5 separate regions of the Mus musculus genome follow, and all the other regions are linked to region 1. A link is a contact called in public Hi-C, HiCAR-type and HiChIP or PLAC-seq data. All regions are on one chromosome and are shown on one strand. Each heading gives the region's core, a stretch centred on a gene start, on an enhancer-like site or on the middle of the called end of the contact. The rest is flanking DNA. Distances are from core to core; before and after follow the strand shown. Region 1 holds the start of Prdm1 (PR domain containing 1, with ZNF domain). Region 2 overlaps Crybg1 (crystallin beta-gamma domain containing 1). Region 3 has its middle 56 kb from the start of Gm40638. Region 4 has its middle 81 kb from the start of Gm40638. Region 5 has its middle 80 kb from the start of 4930431F10Rik.

The links. HiChIP or PLAC-seq counts read pairs in DNA pulled down with a chosen protein or histone mark. A called contact is a pair of places that touch in the nucleus more often than the background predicts. HiCAR-type assays count read pairs that join an accessible place to other places.
Region 2: a contact with region 1 is called in a Hi-C map of CD8 T cells, with 4 times the contacts expected there. The contact joins the enhancer-like site here to the promoter of Prdm1 in region 1. A contact is called at or near these places in 3 of 484 Hi-C or Micro-C datasets (CD4 T cells, CD8 T cells and cerebral cortex) and 1 of 115 datasets of contacts at active chromatin or transcription factors (memory CD8 T cells).
Region 3: a RAD21 HiChIP or PLAC-seq map of pro-B cells shows a contact between it and region 1, with 6 times the contacts expected there. The contact joins the enhancer-like site here to the promoter of Prdm1 in region 1. A contact is called at or near these places in 1 of 39 promoter capture datasets (macrophages), 1 of 15 datasets of contacts at CTCF or cohesin (pro-B cells), 5 of 484 Hi-C or Micro-C datasets (embryonic fibroblasts, epidermal suprabasal cells, reprogramming fibroblasts and 1 more), 9 of 115 datasets of contacts at active chromatin or transcription factors (astrocytes, bone marrow-derived macrophages, a colorectal cancer cell line and 6 more) and 2 of 9 other capture datasets (embryonic stem cells and macrophages).
Region 4: a HiCAR-type map of kidney shows a contact between it and region 1, with 4 times the contacts expected there. The contact joins the enhancer-like site here to the promoter of Prdm1 in region 1. A contact is called at or near these places in 1 of 15 datasets of contacts at CTCF or cohesin (pro-B cells), 3 of 484 Hi-C or Micro-C datasets (embryonic fibroblasts, epidermal suprabasal cells and uterus), 9 of 115 datasets of contacts at active chromatin or transcription factors (bone marrow-derived macrophages, cardiomyocytes, a colorectal cancer cell line and 5 more) and 3 of 9 other capture datasets (adipose tissue, embryonic stem cells and macrophages).
Region 5: a contact with region 1 is called in an H3K4me3 HiChIP or PLAC-seq map of bone marrow-derived macrophages, with 3 times the contacts expected there. The contact joins the enhancer-like site here to the promoter of Prdm1 in region 1. A contact is called at or near these places in 1 of 39 promoter capture datasets (macrophages), 1 of 15 datasets of contacts at CTCF or cohesin (large pre-B cells), 7 of 484 Hi-C or Micro-C datasets (B cells, CD8 T cells, Th2 cells and 2 more), 7 of 115 datasets of contacts at active chromatin or transcription factors (CD8 T cells, bone marrow-derived macrophages, effector CD8 T cells and 3 more) and 4 of 9 other capture datasets (adipose tissue, embryonic stem cells, macrophages and 1 more).

Annotation. Positions count from the first base shown.
Region 1 is chr10:44,457,419-44,460,113 of GRCm38.p6, reverse strand. It overlaps Prdm1 (PR domain containing 1, with ZNF domain), which reads left to right and starts at 1,366. Exons shown (of 7, transcript NM_007548.4): 1 at 1,366-1,647. The coding sequence starts at 1,606.
Region 2 is chr10:43,995,099-43,997,793 of GRCm38.p6, reverse strand. Crybg1 (crystallin beta-gamma domain containing 1) reads left to right here. Exons shown (of 22, transcript NM_001368305.1): 4 at 1-742. Among named protein-coding and RNA genes, the nearest start is that of Gm40636, 28 kb to the right of the region's middle. Within about 2 kb of position 1,308, at least 79 of the 459 cell types and tissues checked have an H3K27ac peak or open chromatin away from gene starts, as enhancers often do. A contact at or near this core is called in CD8 T cells and memory CD8 T cells, where this site is marked.
Region 3 is chr10:44,886,159-44,888,853 of GRCm38.p6, reverse strand. No RefSeq gene overlaps it. Among named protein-coding and RNA genes, the nearest start is that of Gm40638, 56 kb to the left of the region's middle. Within about 2 kb of position 1,368, at least 56 of the 459 cell types and tissues checked have an H3K27ac peak or open chromatin away from gene starts, as enhancers often do. A contact at or near this core is called in astrocytes, a colorectal cancer cell line, embryonic fibroblasts and 3 more, where this site is marked.
Region 4 is chr10:44,860,559-44,863,253 of GRCm38.p6, reverse strand. No RefSeq gene overlaps it. Among named protein-coding and RNA genes, the nearest start is that of Gm40638, 81 kb to the left of the region's middle. Within about 2 kb of position 1,378, at least 37 of the 459 cell types and tissues checked have an H3K27ac peak or open chromatin away from gene starts, as enhancers often do. A contact at or near this core is called in embryonic fibroblasts, kidney and uterus, where this site is marked.
Region 5 is chr10:44,817,495-44,820,189 of GRCm38.p6, reverse strand. No RefSeq gene overlaps it. Among named protein-coding and RNA genes, the nearest start is that of 4930431F10Rik, 80 kb to the right of the region's middle. Within about 2 kb of position 1,384, at least 10 of the 459 cell types and tissues checked have an H3K27ac peak or open chromatin away from gene starts, as enhancers often do. A contact at or near this core is called in bone marrow-derived macrophages, where this site is marked.

The DNA.
Region 1 (2,695 bases), core at 117-2,616:
AAAAAATTTTTCTGGGAAAGTTTCTTGAAAGGAAAACAGAAGAACAAGCCTGTCTTTATGATTGAGTTGGGCTTTTGTTTTGCTGTGTTTCATTTCTTCCTGTAAACAAATACTCAAATGTCCACTTCATTGTATGACTAAGTTGGTATCATTAGGTTGGGTCTGGGTGTGTGAATGTGGGTGTGGATCTGGATGTGGGTGGGTGTGTATGCCCCGTGTGTTTAGAATACTAGAAAAGATACCACATCGTAAACTTTTGGGAGAGATGATTTTTAAAAATGGGGGTGGGGGTGAGGGGAACCTGCGATGAGGCAAGCAAGATAAGGGGAAGACTTGAGTTTCTGTGATCTAAAAAGTCGCTGTGATGGGATGCTGGCTATAAATGGGCCCTTAGCAGCATTGTTTCTGTGAATTGGAGGATCCCTGCTGAAGGCAAAAGACCATTGAAGGAAGTACCGCATCTGGTTTGTTTTGTAATGAGAAGCAGGAATGCAAGGTCCACGCTCTTAATAATAAACAAACAGGACATTGTATGCCATCATCACAGGATGTCCTTCCTTCTCCAGAAGACAGACTGGGGCTGAAGGAAAAGCCGGCCAGGCTCAGAACGAGCCCCACTAATTACTGCCTCCAACAGCTTTCCACTCACTGCCCCCAGCCCAACATCCCCTTTTTAACTGGGAAGCATTCCTACTCTCCATTGTACGCACACGCTCGGAAGCCTGGCTGTGGGTTTGGGCATGAGAGGCAGGGACAACAAAACCAGTATATATGATTATAACTTTTTCCTGTTTCCCTATTTCCAAATGGTCGAAAGGAGGAAGTTAGGTCTACCTAAGCTGAATGTATTCAGTTAGCAGGAGAAATGAAATCCTATACGTTTAATACTAGAGGAGAACCGCCTTAGAATATTTATTTCATTGGCAATGACTCCAGGACTACACAGCGAAATTGTATTGCATGTGCTGCCAAAATACTTTAGCTCTTTCCTTCGAAGTACGTCGGATCCTGTAATTGAGACACCGAGTTTAGGTGACTAGGGTTTTCTTTTGAGGAGGAGTCCCCCACCCCGCCCCGCTCTGCCGCGACAGGAAGCTAGCGATCCGGAGGACTTAGAATACAATCGTAGTGTGGGTAAACATGGAGGGCAAGCGCCTGCAAAGGGAAGTAAGAAGATTCCCAGTCCTTGTTGAAATCCATTTGCAAACAGAGGAAGCTGCCGCGGGTCGCAGTCGGTGGGGGGAAGCCCTGAACCCCACGCTGCACGGCTGGGCTGGCCAGGTGCGGCCACGCCCCCATCGCGGCGGCTGGTAGGAGTGAATCAGACCGTCAGTATTGGTAAAGAAGTCTGCGGCAGGGCAGGGAGGGGGAAGAGTAGTCAGTCGCTCGCTCACTCGCTCGCTCGCACAGACACTGCTGCAGTGACACTCGGCCCTCCAGTGTCGCGGAGACGCAAGAGCAGCGCGCAGCACCTGTCCGCCCGGAGCGAGCCCGGCCCGCGGCCGTAGAAAAGGAGGGACCGCCGAGGTGCGCGTCAGTACTGCTCAGCCCGGCAGGGACGCGGGAGGATGTGGACTGGGTGGACATGAGAGAGGCTTATCTCAGATGTTGGATCTTCTCTTGGAAAAACGTGTGGGTACGACCTTGGTAAGGAACCAGATTCTGTCTTTAATACGATTTGAAACCTTTTATCCCTTTTTCTTTCTTCCTTTTTTTTTTAACTTTTCTTTTCTCCCCCCTCCCCCTTTTAAAAAAAAAAAAAGAATGAAGCCTCAGTAGAAACCAGCGCTTCTGTTTTAGTACGCGGAGCACTGTCAAACATTTAGAAGACTTTTTTCCTCCGTATGAATCATTAACCCTTTCAGTTCTAGACATAATTGTCAATTCACTGAAATTTCAGTAGTGGTTCTTGTCCGCTTCGCCACTCGCTGCCTTTACATTACTGTAACTATCCCGGGTTGACTTAGGTTTTCACTTGTATTTAACATCGTTTGTTCCACATGACCTTACATGTTGGAACTAAATAAGAATGAGATAGTTTAAGTTGTACCCGGGACAAGGACAAGTAAGCATCTTTCCCCTTCTCGGAGCGTCCTATCTAGGGACGAATTGTAAAGACCAGCTCCGGAGAGGGACTCCCGCTGTACTGTGTTTACATTTTCACAAGCGCGCGTTCTAACATGGTTATCCTTATTCCTAATTTTTATCTGCGGCGTCTATGTGGGAATACGTTGCAGAGGCTGTTTTATCTTTCTTGCTTTTCCTCTTTGGAAAGGACTTTTTCCGAGGGCAGATAAGAGGAGGATCCCCAAGTCTTCTGTATAACTTTAGTTACAGTAAACTGTGCCACTTCAGTGACTTCTGGGAATTCATGCACTTTCACATTTAAATAGAAAGTGCTATTTGTGGCTGAGGGCTCCTAAAGGAATTCTCTTCAGGGAATTCTATTGACTTTTTTTTTAATATGTTTTGTTTTTAATTTTTCTATCTGGCTCGAGATGCCCACGGATTAAAAAAACAAACAAAACTGCTGGGTGTTTCCCTCTTCCCCAATTTTTCTTTTCCTGTGGTCCATGGGAGCTCGGGAAGGCTGGTACTCAAGGATGCTGGCAGGATGCAACCCCTCTCAGGCTTGCCTGCTGGAGGATGAAAGAGACTGAACGCGCGCGCGCGCGCGGCAGAGGGAGGGGACCTA
Region 2 (2,695 bases), core at 59-2,558, 460 kb after region 1:
TTTAGGGAAGAAGAAGGAAAGCCTGGCAGAGGTGTCACCAGCTTTGCACTTGTTGCAGAACCACGACCCCATATCCAAACTGAGAGCCAAGCGTGCATCCACCGAGCAGAGCATCGTCTTCAAGTCCTTGCACACTAACAGTAATGGGAAGAGCGAGCCACAGACCACTTCAGAAGCAAGTGACAAGGAGAACAGGGACATCAACAGCGGCGGCGTTAAGAGGTCACGGCTAGAAAACAGCACGCTTTTCTCAAGCATGCTTTCTTCTCTGCCACAAGACAAAGTCTTTTCTCCCTCCGTGACGTCAGTCAACACAATGAGCACATCTTTTAGCACTTCTCAGAACAGCTCCGTATCTCAGTCATCAGTGGTACAGCCCAGGAAGGAGGGTGGCCTGCCCTGTGGCTCAGACAAAGAACAGCCACACCTTGCACCCCACAACTCCTTAAAGGTCTTCAATTTCAATTCATCAAATACATCTCGTCTGGGTTCCAGCCACATGGAAAAGTACCCACAAAAAGAGGGAAGCAAGGAAGATGTGAATTCTCAGGGCAACCTACAATTGCCAGAAAACAACCTTTCAGACTTACCCAAACTGAAGAACAGCGATGGCGTGGAAGGTATTCTGAAGTCAAACCTGCCGAATGTTGGGAGCGTGGACGCGGACTTCCTGGGCCTTTTCAAAGCAAGCCGGTATGACCCAGGCCATTCCTTTTCTGGAATGTCCTTATCAGACTCTATGGTAAGTACTAATTCTTATTTAGATGGGATGTTTCTAAACCTAGAGGCAGTGAGGGGCTCAGGTTGTATTTTTACAGGGGTTGTACATGTGCAATAAGTTTCTATTTGTTTACCATGTACCTTTTGTTTTGTTTTGAGACAGGGTTTCTTTGTGTAGCTCTGGCTGTCCTGGATTTAGTTGTGTAGACCTGGCTGGCCTTGAATTCACAGAGATCCACCTGCCTCTGTGCTATGATTAAAGGTGTGCACCACCACTGCCTCACCCCTCTACCCCTACCTCTGTGCACTTTTAAATCTATGTGCAAGGAACTCTTGGAGTCCAAGAAACAAAGACACCAACACTTCCTCCCCCAAGACATTTGTGGCCAAGCCGGGAGAATAAGTTATGTTTCAAGGCATTTGTGAATGTCAGTGTTGTACTATGGAAAGTATAGGAAAGATGCTTTGAGCGATCAGAAAACCTAGGAGACTCGTATTCTTTGTATTCTCTGTAAAAACACTCAGTGCTATATTTAGAATTTTCAAGATGTGTGAAACAGCTTCCTCTACTTGCAAAGGCCCCGCCCAGCCCAAGGATCCCCCTTCTCCTTCCTCTTTGCTCTGAGGTTTCACTCGCTCTCCATAATCGTCATATGTGTAGTTGGGAAACTACCTAAATGGGAATTTGTCTTCCTCAAGTTTGTGGCATAAAGTTTAGTTTGCATTCGTTCTTTCCCTGATAGAGGGAGCTGCAAAATGCAGCTTCCATTTCTTCCTCTCTGAACTGCCTGAAGTTTCCTCTTTGATGGAGACTGAACGTAGGGCCTTTTGTTAGTAAGCACGCTGTTTGTTGCTGGGCCCCATCACCAGCCCAGGATTGTTTGTGCCCTTCTGGTTCCAAGCTCCCTGTTTAAGTTGAGGGAGACTGTGCCTATAACTTGCTTTGCAGTGAGCAAAGCTGTCAGGCAAGTAGAGACATGACCACAGAAAGGACCTGGCGCCCTTCTTCACTGGGCAGGGTGTGGAGGTGGTTTTTGCTATAATCCTCTCATGTTCTGTGATTTTGGAAGCTTTTTCAAAATACATGGTTGGCTAGTTGTGATGAGACATGTCACCAATCACAGCACTCAGGAGGCCAAGGCAGGTAGACAGAAAGTTCAAGACCTGCCTCAGCTGTTTAACATGACTCTGACTAACACACACGTGCACACACACAGGTTTTCAGCATTATTACATGCAGGTTCTCTTTTTCATGGATTTTGTAAACTAATAGATTTTAAACTTTTTCCTAATTAATTAATTAACTAATTAACTTATATCCTCGTCACTGGCCCCCCAGGTCCCCCCTCACACAGTCCCTCCCCTATCCCCACCTCCCCTTCTCCTCTGAGAGGGTGGGGCCCACCGGTGTATTCTCCTGCCCCCACCATGGCACATCAAGTCTCTCCAAGGCTAGGTACATCCTCTTCCACTGAGGCCAGACAAGGCAGCCCAGCCAGGGGAATGGGACCCATAGCCAGGCAATAGCTTTAGGGATAGTCACTGCTCTGGTTGTTGGGAGACCCACATGAAGACTGAGCTGCATATCTGCTATGTATGTGCCAGACCCAGCCTGTGTATGCTATTTGGTTGGTGGTTCAGTCTCTGAGAGGCTCCAAGGGTCCTGATTAGTTGACTCTGATGGCCTTCCTATGGAATTCCTGTTCCCCTTTGGAGCCTTCGATCCTTTCCCCATATCTTCCATAAGAGCCCTCGAGCTCCATCCAGTGGGTTTGTGAAGACCCATTTACCTTTGAATATTGAGATCTCCGAAGAACTTTTGTTTAATTGTGCAGCACATCTATATTAGAATTTCATGTGGGAACTCAGCCCCCCAGAAAACACGTGTGAATACTTCAGAGCAATGGCGTGCTGTAGACCCCATACTCACTCAGAAAGGGCAGATAACCTCTTGTTACTATGAGCATAGCTTTGA
Region 3 (2,695 bases), core at 119-2,618, 430 kb before region 1:
CTAAAATGAAGAGAATTCTAATATAATCTAAGTTTCTTATACTAGTTTCAACTTATACAGCAAAGGCAATCTTTCATTTCTTTATGGTTGCTTAGCTCCCCCATGGATAGTTTAGATGTACTGTATATCAGCAAGAGCTTTGGTTTTTGGCGTTGACAGAGAGGAGGACAAAGCACTATTTTCAAAAACGTGATTCAGTCAAAATTTGCAGTGCTTTGTTCACTTCCTAAAGACACCCTCACTTAGGAAATGTGTATCAAGAAACACAGTTATGTTAAGACTTTGAAAGTGTAGACACAAAGAAAGAATATTTAGTGAAACTGGAATTTTCTCTGCGAGGAAACCCAACAGAATGGATGAGAAGACCTGAAGGGTTCTTGAAAACAGAGCAAGAGAATCTTCCAAAGTAGAGGAAAGACTTTCAGAACATTCCCACTTGGGCCTTTACCCACTGTGATGAACGAGCTATCTGCTTAAGAGAAATGCTGTGGCCATCAAGTCCATTGGATGCTCCTGACAATTAGATGTCTGTCTCCATTTGAACTACTCTACTATTTTTTTTTTCCAAACAAAAAACTCTGACATCTTATTCTGCTCATTGGTGCAGGATTAAATTAAGGGGAAGATTTCCTTCTGGTCATCTTCCCTTACTTGACAGCTGCTCCCCTGACTTGGGACCACTGATGAGCAATTGATGATTTTTAATAAGAATCCACCAAATCAAGTGTTTTTTTTTTTAAGTTTCCTAAATGACTATCCTTATTTTCAAAGTAATCAGTGTTACCTGGACTTTATACTTTTCTGAGGCCTCCATGTGCGCTGAGATTATCAAAAGGAGGAGAAAGATGGACACAGAAGCTCAAGAAGAATCATTTCCCATTTCCAAGAGTGGTTAGGAGAGGAGGAAGTAGATCCTATGGGCCAATGTAGCCCATAATAGAAAGGGTTAGGTTTGGGTTATGGTTATGACACTGCCTAGAATAGAAAGCTATTTGTGGGCGGGTTGTTTGTGATATATCATCTTCCCTACCCACCTGAGAATGAATGATGCACATCAGCTACCAAATTCCATTACACACGCAAAACTCAGCTTTTCTCTGCCCTTTCTTCTCTTTCTTGCTACCAATACCCCAAAGCCAGGACTCAAGGCTTCTAGACACCACCAGATGAGTCAAGGTACTGCGGCCCAGACAAAGTAAGCATTGGCTCTGTCACCACACAGACACGAAGGCATCCGAGAAACCACAGCCCTCTGGCTCCCCTGCCCCTGCCTTCTTAATCAAACTGATGCAGAGGGTGTGTACAGAACTCATTCAGGGCGCACAAAAAGCACGCTGTTAAAATGCCTCGCAGCAGTTGGCCTGCAGAAAGGCCCATTGAGCTGTGATTCACTGAGGAAAAGGAAGGGTCCGAGGGCAGCCAATCAAAGCCTGACCCGAGAAGCTTGGCTCTTACAGGAAGCAGCCTAATTATGTTACTGTAATCCCCGGGTTTGCATTTTTCAGCCACCTCACAGACTTCAATGATTATGTAATTACGGAAAACTTCACAACAAACACGGAGATTCCTTCTGGAGGCCACATTGGAGACTGAAATGTGCATTAGAGTGTGGGAGGAACGCACACAGCTCACAAAGGGGAGAGCAAAGAGATTTATTGAACTTAAAAGGCCACATTTTAAAAGGGCCTCTACCAGACCTCCCTTTTCGTGTGCACATTTTTTGCACCTGCAACTGTTTGTGGGCTCGAGAGCAATAGCCCTCCCCCCTTTTCCCAAGAGACCACACTTTAATGCCTTGGCCCCAAATGTGTCATTTTCCTGCCAGGGGGGGAGAAATCAAAAGAAACCAAGTTTTTAGAACTTTGCTGTAAAGAAAATAATAGTTCTGAGAAGGATTGGAGCCACATTTTCAGGTTAGACACAGTTGTTAGAGAGATGTCAGAAGAGAAAACCTCCCTCTTCACTTTCCTTCCCGACTCTAAGTTCTGTGTTTCCATGGGTTCTGGGTGACATCTGTAGCATCCATTTTAGTGTGGGCTGCAGCAGGCTTTTGACTCTGAAGCATGTAACTGAACTCAGACCACAATGTTCAAAGTCAAGACAGCAAATGGACCTTTCTGATTCTTCCCAGAGAAGATGCCATATAAATTATTTCCATTAAAACAAACCTTTGATACCATAAGTGAATTGTGGAATTTTGGTAATGATGCTCATGAATGAAGTGCTGACAACTGGTCTTGCTTTAGATGGTGTTTGTGGGTAGGGCCCGGGTGAGAGCAGGGATCAAAACTCAGTTTTGGCCATCGATCCACTTCCTCCCTCCCCCACCACCCACCTCATATATTGAGATGAAAGTTAGGGCACAAAGTCTCGTTTAAATCATTATGAACTGTTGCATTCAAAGAGGCATCTGTGAACTTTTATAAGATTGGCCACGATTTGCCCAATTATTTCTCCATTCTCTATACACAGAATAGAAAGTTCCAGATCAAGGGTCACAATTGAAACAAAAATCCTCATGTACATATGAGCTAGAATGCATTACTAAATAAAAAATACAACAGAGCCCTTCCATGCATATAATAGCAAAAGCATGAACTTGATCAAATAGATGAGAGGAACAGATGTAGTAGGTCAAGTATACTTAGCTTGCGTTGGTATAACATGGAAGATACTGAAGATCTTCCCCATGGAA
Region 4 (2,695 bases), core at 129-2,628, 400 kb before region 1:
TTTAGTATGGGAGGACTTGTGCATCTGGAACTACCAAACAGAGTGTGAAAAAGCCATGGGCTTTGGTGACTTTCGGCTTCCTGGGGTTCTAGGTTGAAAACCAGTCACGTAGGAGACGAATAGAGCTGCCCTGGGGGTGAACAGTTCCTTTTCTCCCCGTGAGGTGGTTCTTCTCCTCGAGAACCACGAGACACTGAGTGAGTGCATTCTCTCCTGGAGCCAAATCGTTCCCATTTACTACTCTCTCCTTGGAACCTGGCTCTCTACCTTGGCCATGACCAATGCTCAAAAAGTGTTTGTTGAATAAAGAAATATCGTAAAGCAATCACCTTCTTACCTTCCCCTTTGTTGTCTAATAATTAAAAAAAAATCAATATGCCGCTTGCAGGAGCTTCAGAAAAATGTCTCCACCCAAAAGTTCCCCACAATCCAAATGGGCAAAAAAATTTCCATTTTAATTTTTAAATATCAGAAGAATGGAGTGACCACAGTTTATACATTTCCCTTCTATTCTCCTCAGGGCCTGCGTTGCTCATTTAAATGCAATTTGCTTTATGTTTGGGTCAGTGGCTTAAGTCAGGAGGTTCTTACAGTAACTCAGTACTGTTGAAACCCGAGAACCAGGCAAGCAGCAGCCGGGGATCCGTGCATACAGCTGACCTAGTGAAGTACCAGGCAGCCCCCAAATTTTGGACGCAGATTCTCTGCCTAACATGGAAACAGTTGGCAAACGCCCGAAAAAGCCAGAAGGCCAGTCTCGATGACTAGGGAGACTGTGAACCAGAAAACTTCCGCCTTGGTATTTGAAAACCACACAGTATTTTACAACATTCCTGCCTATTAACTGCTGGGAAGGGCACTACCTTATTGCCTTTTGCATAATGGAACCAATCTTTCCCCTCAGAGGCCCTGTGTTGCTTTGATCCAGTTCAAAGGACAGGGGAATGATGACTAAGGACCTTGGGAACCAGACTGAGGGAATCTTACAGACAGACTCAAGGGTTTGGGGGTGGGGGTTGTTGTTGGTTTTGTTTTGTTTTTTAACTGACGCATCATTTTGATAAACAATCCCTATAGTCTGCGCACTTATCAGATTCCTCACCCAAATATTTGCTATTTATAAAACAATCAAGGAAACAGACTTGTGTTTATTATTCCTAAATCAGCAGCGGTTTGATGAATTAAAAACAGTCTTACTTTTTCCTCTTTCTTCTCCTCCACTAGCCTCCTGTAAAAGTGCCAAGATTATACACCCAACTCTCTCTTTAAACAGTAAAAACAAAAAATAAGAGTGACCTCCATGACCTGTACATTGCCTCTGCAAAGGGTACAGGTTGGGCCAACAGCCAAGCCCCACAAGCACTAGAGGTCGATGTTTGGAACTGATTGGGTCGGAAAGGGATGCAGTCCATGTCTGTTTCCGGTTCACAGAGGCCTCGACGTCACTACATAGTTTGGATGTCTGACTAGCTTCCTGACTTTGAGAGTCTCTTTCTTTAAACACGAGGGACCAACTCTGGAGAGGAAAGAGAAGACAACACGCAAGAGTCTGGCTCCCCTGGCAGCCACTCTCAGGATGGCTCCTCTCGACGAGATTTAAACAGAATGATGTGGATAGTGTTCTGGGAGGAGGACGGAGTGCCCACACGCATGCTCAGAGCCCCTTAGTATGGAAGGCCACAACTAGGCAGCATACGTTTTAGGAAGCCGCCTCTTCATGACATAGTGCTTCAAGTTTAGAAAACCCCTCTGAAGCTAAATCATCTCTACCCTGTGCCAAGATGGATGCATTCCTGTTTTACACACGTGAGACAAACGTAAACACAACTAAATTCCTTTCTAAAGGAGACAAACTGGCCAGATCATCAGGAGAAGGGAACTAAAGAATTGCAGTGGAAAGATAACCATAGCAAGATTCCAGGCCTGCTGGGACTGTCCCTTGCCCAGAGCTGCCCCAAAGCTCAGCATACGTGTGTCTACACTTACGCCTTTGTTGAGTGCTCCTGACTTGGTCTTTCCACTCATAAGTATGCTAATAGGAGGAACGGTAAGCTTTTTCTGCGGTTACAGCTCTTGTTCTGTTGCTCTTCCTCTAGAACCTGCTACCCTGCCTTAAAAACTGCTTTCTGCTCTGCCAAGGTGACTCTACCTTCATATGGTAGGAAAGCTCTTTTTTGGTTTGGCTAAGCATTCCATAGAAATTCCATAGAAAATGGTAGGAGGTACAGCCATGAACCATGAATCTGTCTTCGTGTGTGTGTGTGTGTGTGTGTGTGTGTGTGTGTGTGTGTGTGTGTGCTAGTGTGGTATGTGTGTATGTAGATGCAACTTGCTGACTATAAGGTGCTGTGGATATTTATAAGAAAGAACATATGATGACCAAAGCTCACATTCACTGTTACAAAAAGCTCATGATCCTAAGAAAAACTTCAGCAAATGTGGCAGAGCCTAAGAGGAAGGAGTGCTTTCTACTCACAAAATACAATACAAGCAGCCAGGATGGCACAGTGGCCACAAGGAGGTTTTGAACTCCAGTGAAACTCAAAACCAGATTTAGGGGGCAAGTGGGCGGGGACATGTTTGTGTTGGAGGGGACATGTTTGGGTTGGAGGGGACATGTTTGTGTTGTTTTCTCTTAAAGCACAATGGAATAACCAGGGAAGCTAGCCCATTAGGAAGCTACCTGAGGCTAGCT
Region 5 (2,695 bases), core at 135-2,634, 360 kb before region 1:
AGAGAGAGAGAGAGAGAGAGAGAGAGAGAGAGAGAAAGAGAGAGAGAGAGAGAGACTAAACTTGACTCCAAAGAATCTAGCATGCCCTTGACAAAGAATAGCTCTTGATAGAAAATTTTAAACTTATCTTTTGTTTTTGATACATACTGTTTCTTTACCCTTTCCATTTCTCACATAGGGCTCATCTTTCAGTGGTCTGAGCTAAGTGGAAAAAAGCTTGCTCAATCTCAGAATTCAGTCATTTCTTTTCGGTCATCTATTACTGTTAAATTTGTTAATATTGATGTAGGAGAAATCCACAGGACAGTAAATGCATCCATATAAATGGGCCACCATTAATCTAGCTTTTACAAATGTTAATTGGAGTGGGGTGGGAGCGTGACCAACAAGCATACATTTGTATGTCTGCTTCCTTCGATGTTTTCTTCATTTTCAATCTACCAATTCTCTGTTTTCCTTTTGAACTCTTCAGCATGGTTGAGTCTGGGAAAAGATAGCTTTCCATCTTCTCTTGAAGTTGAGCTGCATTCTAGGTGTTTTATCTTGTTGTCTCGGCAGTACTTTCTCATACTTACTTTCCACTGCCCATCCCCCATTGCCTAGGCATGTCCCTACTGTCACTTATGGCTCCTGTACTGAGAACAGGATATGAATACAGAAAAGAGAAAGTACTTGATAGCAATGACAGGAATGAGTGTACTTAAGACACTCATGGTAATATAGGTCCCATAGCTCCTTGCTGGGGTTAGGCATTCTCTTGGCCAAAGTTGATGTAAGAGAACTAAGTGACTGGAAAAGCGTGGTCCAATGTCTTTTCATCCACCCTAGTTGATGCTGGGGCTTATCCATGATAATATTTAAAACTGGGAATTCATCTTCAAGTTAACTATTAGAATGAATACATATCTTTTTTTGTCTCTTGGTTTCAGTGAGGAAAGACAGAAGTTCTATTTTCTTTTCTGAAGAAGAGAGGACACCCTATCAAGGAATCAGAAGATACACACTCACAAAAACAAGATGGAGCCATGAAAACTTGAGTTTTCTCAAGTGTCAATTTTCTATGTGGAAGACACCATTTTGCTATGGTTAGCTCCTAAATGTGCTGTGAAGATGAACTGAGTTAATACAAACATTTATAAACTTGGAGGCTACATAAAGATCAACTCGTGTTATTACTTTATTTTTTATTAATTCTTCTTGGCCTTTTCTTTAATGTTTGTTTCACATATATTGATGAGTTTTTTGAATATTGAAAGTTCCTTTTTTTGTAGTTTGATTTTTTTTTTTTTTTAACACCAAGGCTTGCCTCTGAGTTCCTTAAAAGTCTTGATTATAGTGTCACCGTTTCTGGAAAAAATTTTAGCCCCAGCTGGCAAACAATGAGTCATCATTTAAAAGTATTACTGCTGGAGTTTCTGTGGTTTGAATATGCTTGCCCCATAGGAAGTAGCACTTGTAGGAGGTATGGCCTTGTTGGAGTAGGTGTGGCCTTGTTGGTAGGGGTGTGTCACTGTGGAGGTGGGCTTTGAGGCTCCTATGCTCAAGCTCTACCCAGTTGGGAAGTGAGTCTCCTCCTGGATGCCTTTGGATCAAGATGTAGAGCTCTTGACTCTTCTGGCACCAAGTCTGCCTGTATGATGCTATGCTTCCTACCATGATGATAATGGACTGAACCTCTGAACTGTAATACAGCCCCAACTAAATGTTTGCCTTTATAAAAGTTGCCATGGTCATTATGCCTCTTCACAACAATGCAACTGTAACTAGGACAGATTTTTAGTTAATTTGAGTTAGAAAGCACATCCTTTATGGACTTTTTTTTTTTTTTTTTGTCTCACATGTTTACTGCTTATTAAGAAAGAGACCTATGGAAACTTGATAGATCCAAAGTACACATTTTGAAAAGTTTTTACTTTATTAATACAGGATCAAAACACATGTATTCTGCCTGAAACAGTGTAATGGAGCCTATATATTCTAATACATATGAGGACATTTCGAATAGCTATATATTGTCTACATAGTTATTACTTAGGTATTAAACTTCCCATTCTTCCATAAGCATTATTCATTAAAGATATATTTTTTTAGCATCATCTTTAAAATGAAAACAGCACTTGTCATTGAGATTAAAATTAGTCTTACCAATTTAACATTCAAAATTCGATGTTAAAAAACTGAAGACCAGAGGTCAGCAACAATAACAAGAAAATAACCCAAAACCTCTGGGTTCTCCTTTGTTGAGAGATAGGCATAAAAATAGTTGACTAGAAAGAATACGCAAAGAGATGAGCAAAGGATGCCTATTAACATCAGAATAAAAATAATGGCAATTAGTAGACGGACATTAGTGGGGAAACCAAACCAAGCTCTACACCATTCTCTGTCTTTAAATCTGGTTTGTAACAATGTAGTTGTTGAAGGGTAATATTTTAGAAAAAAATGAGATATTACTGTAGCTATTAGTTTTCAAATATTAAAATAACACATAATAGTACACCCACTCTTCTACTGGAGCCATGTGATCCAGCAGTGACAATGGTGACTGAAGTTTCAGAAGACTATAGGAAAGCTTTTTGGAACCCTTGACCTCTAAAGATGAATCACAGTGTAGATCCTTTGCTCTTGGAACAAAGCTCTGCCAGTATTGGCAGGTAAGTACTTTCCTTCTGAGATACAACTCTTGTGTCTACTC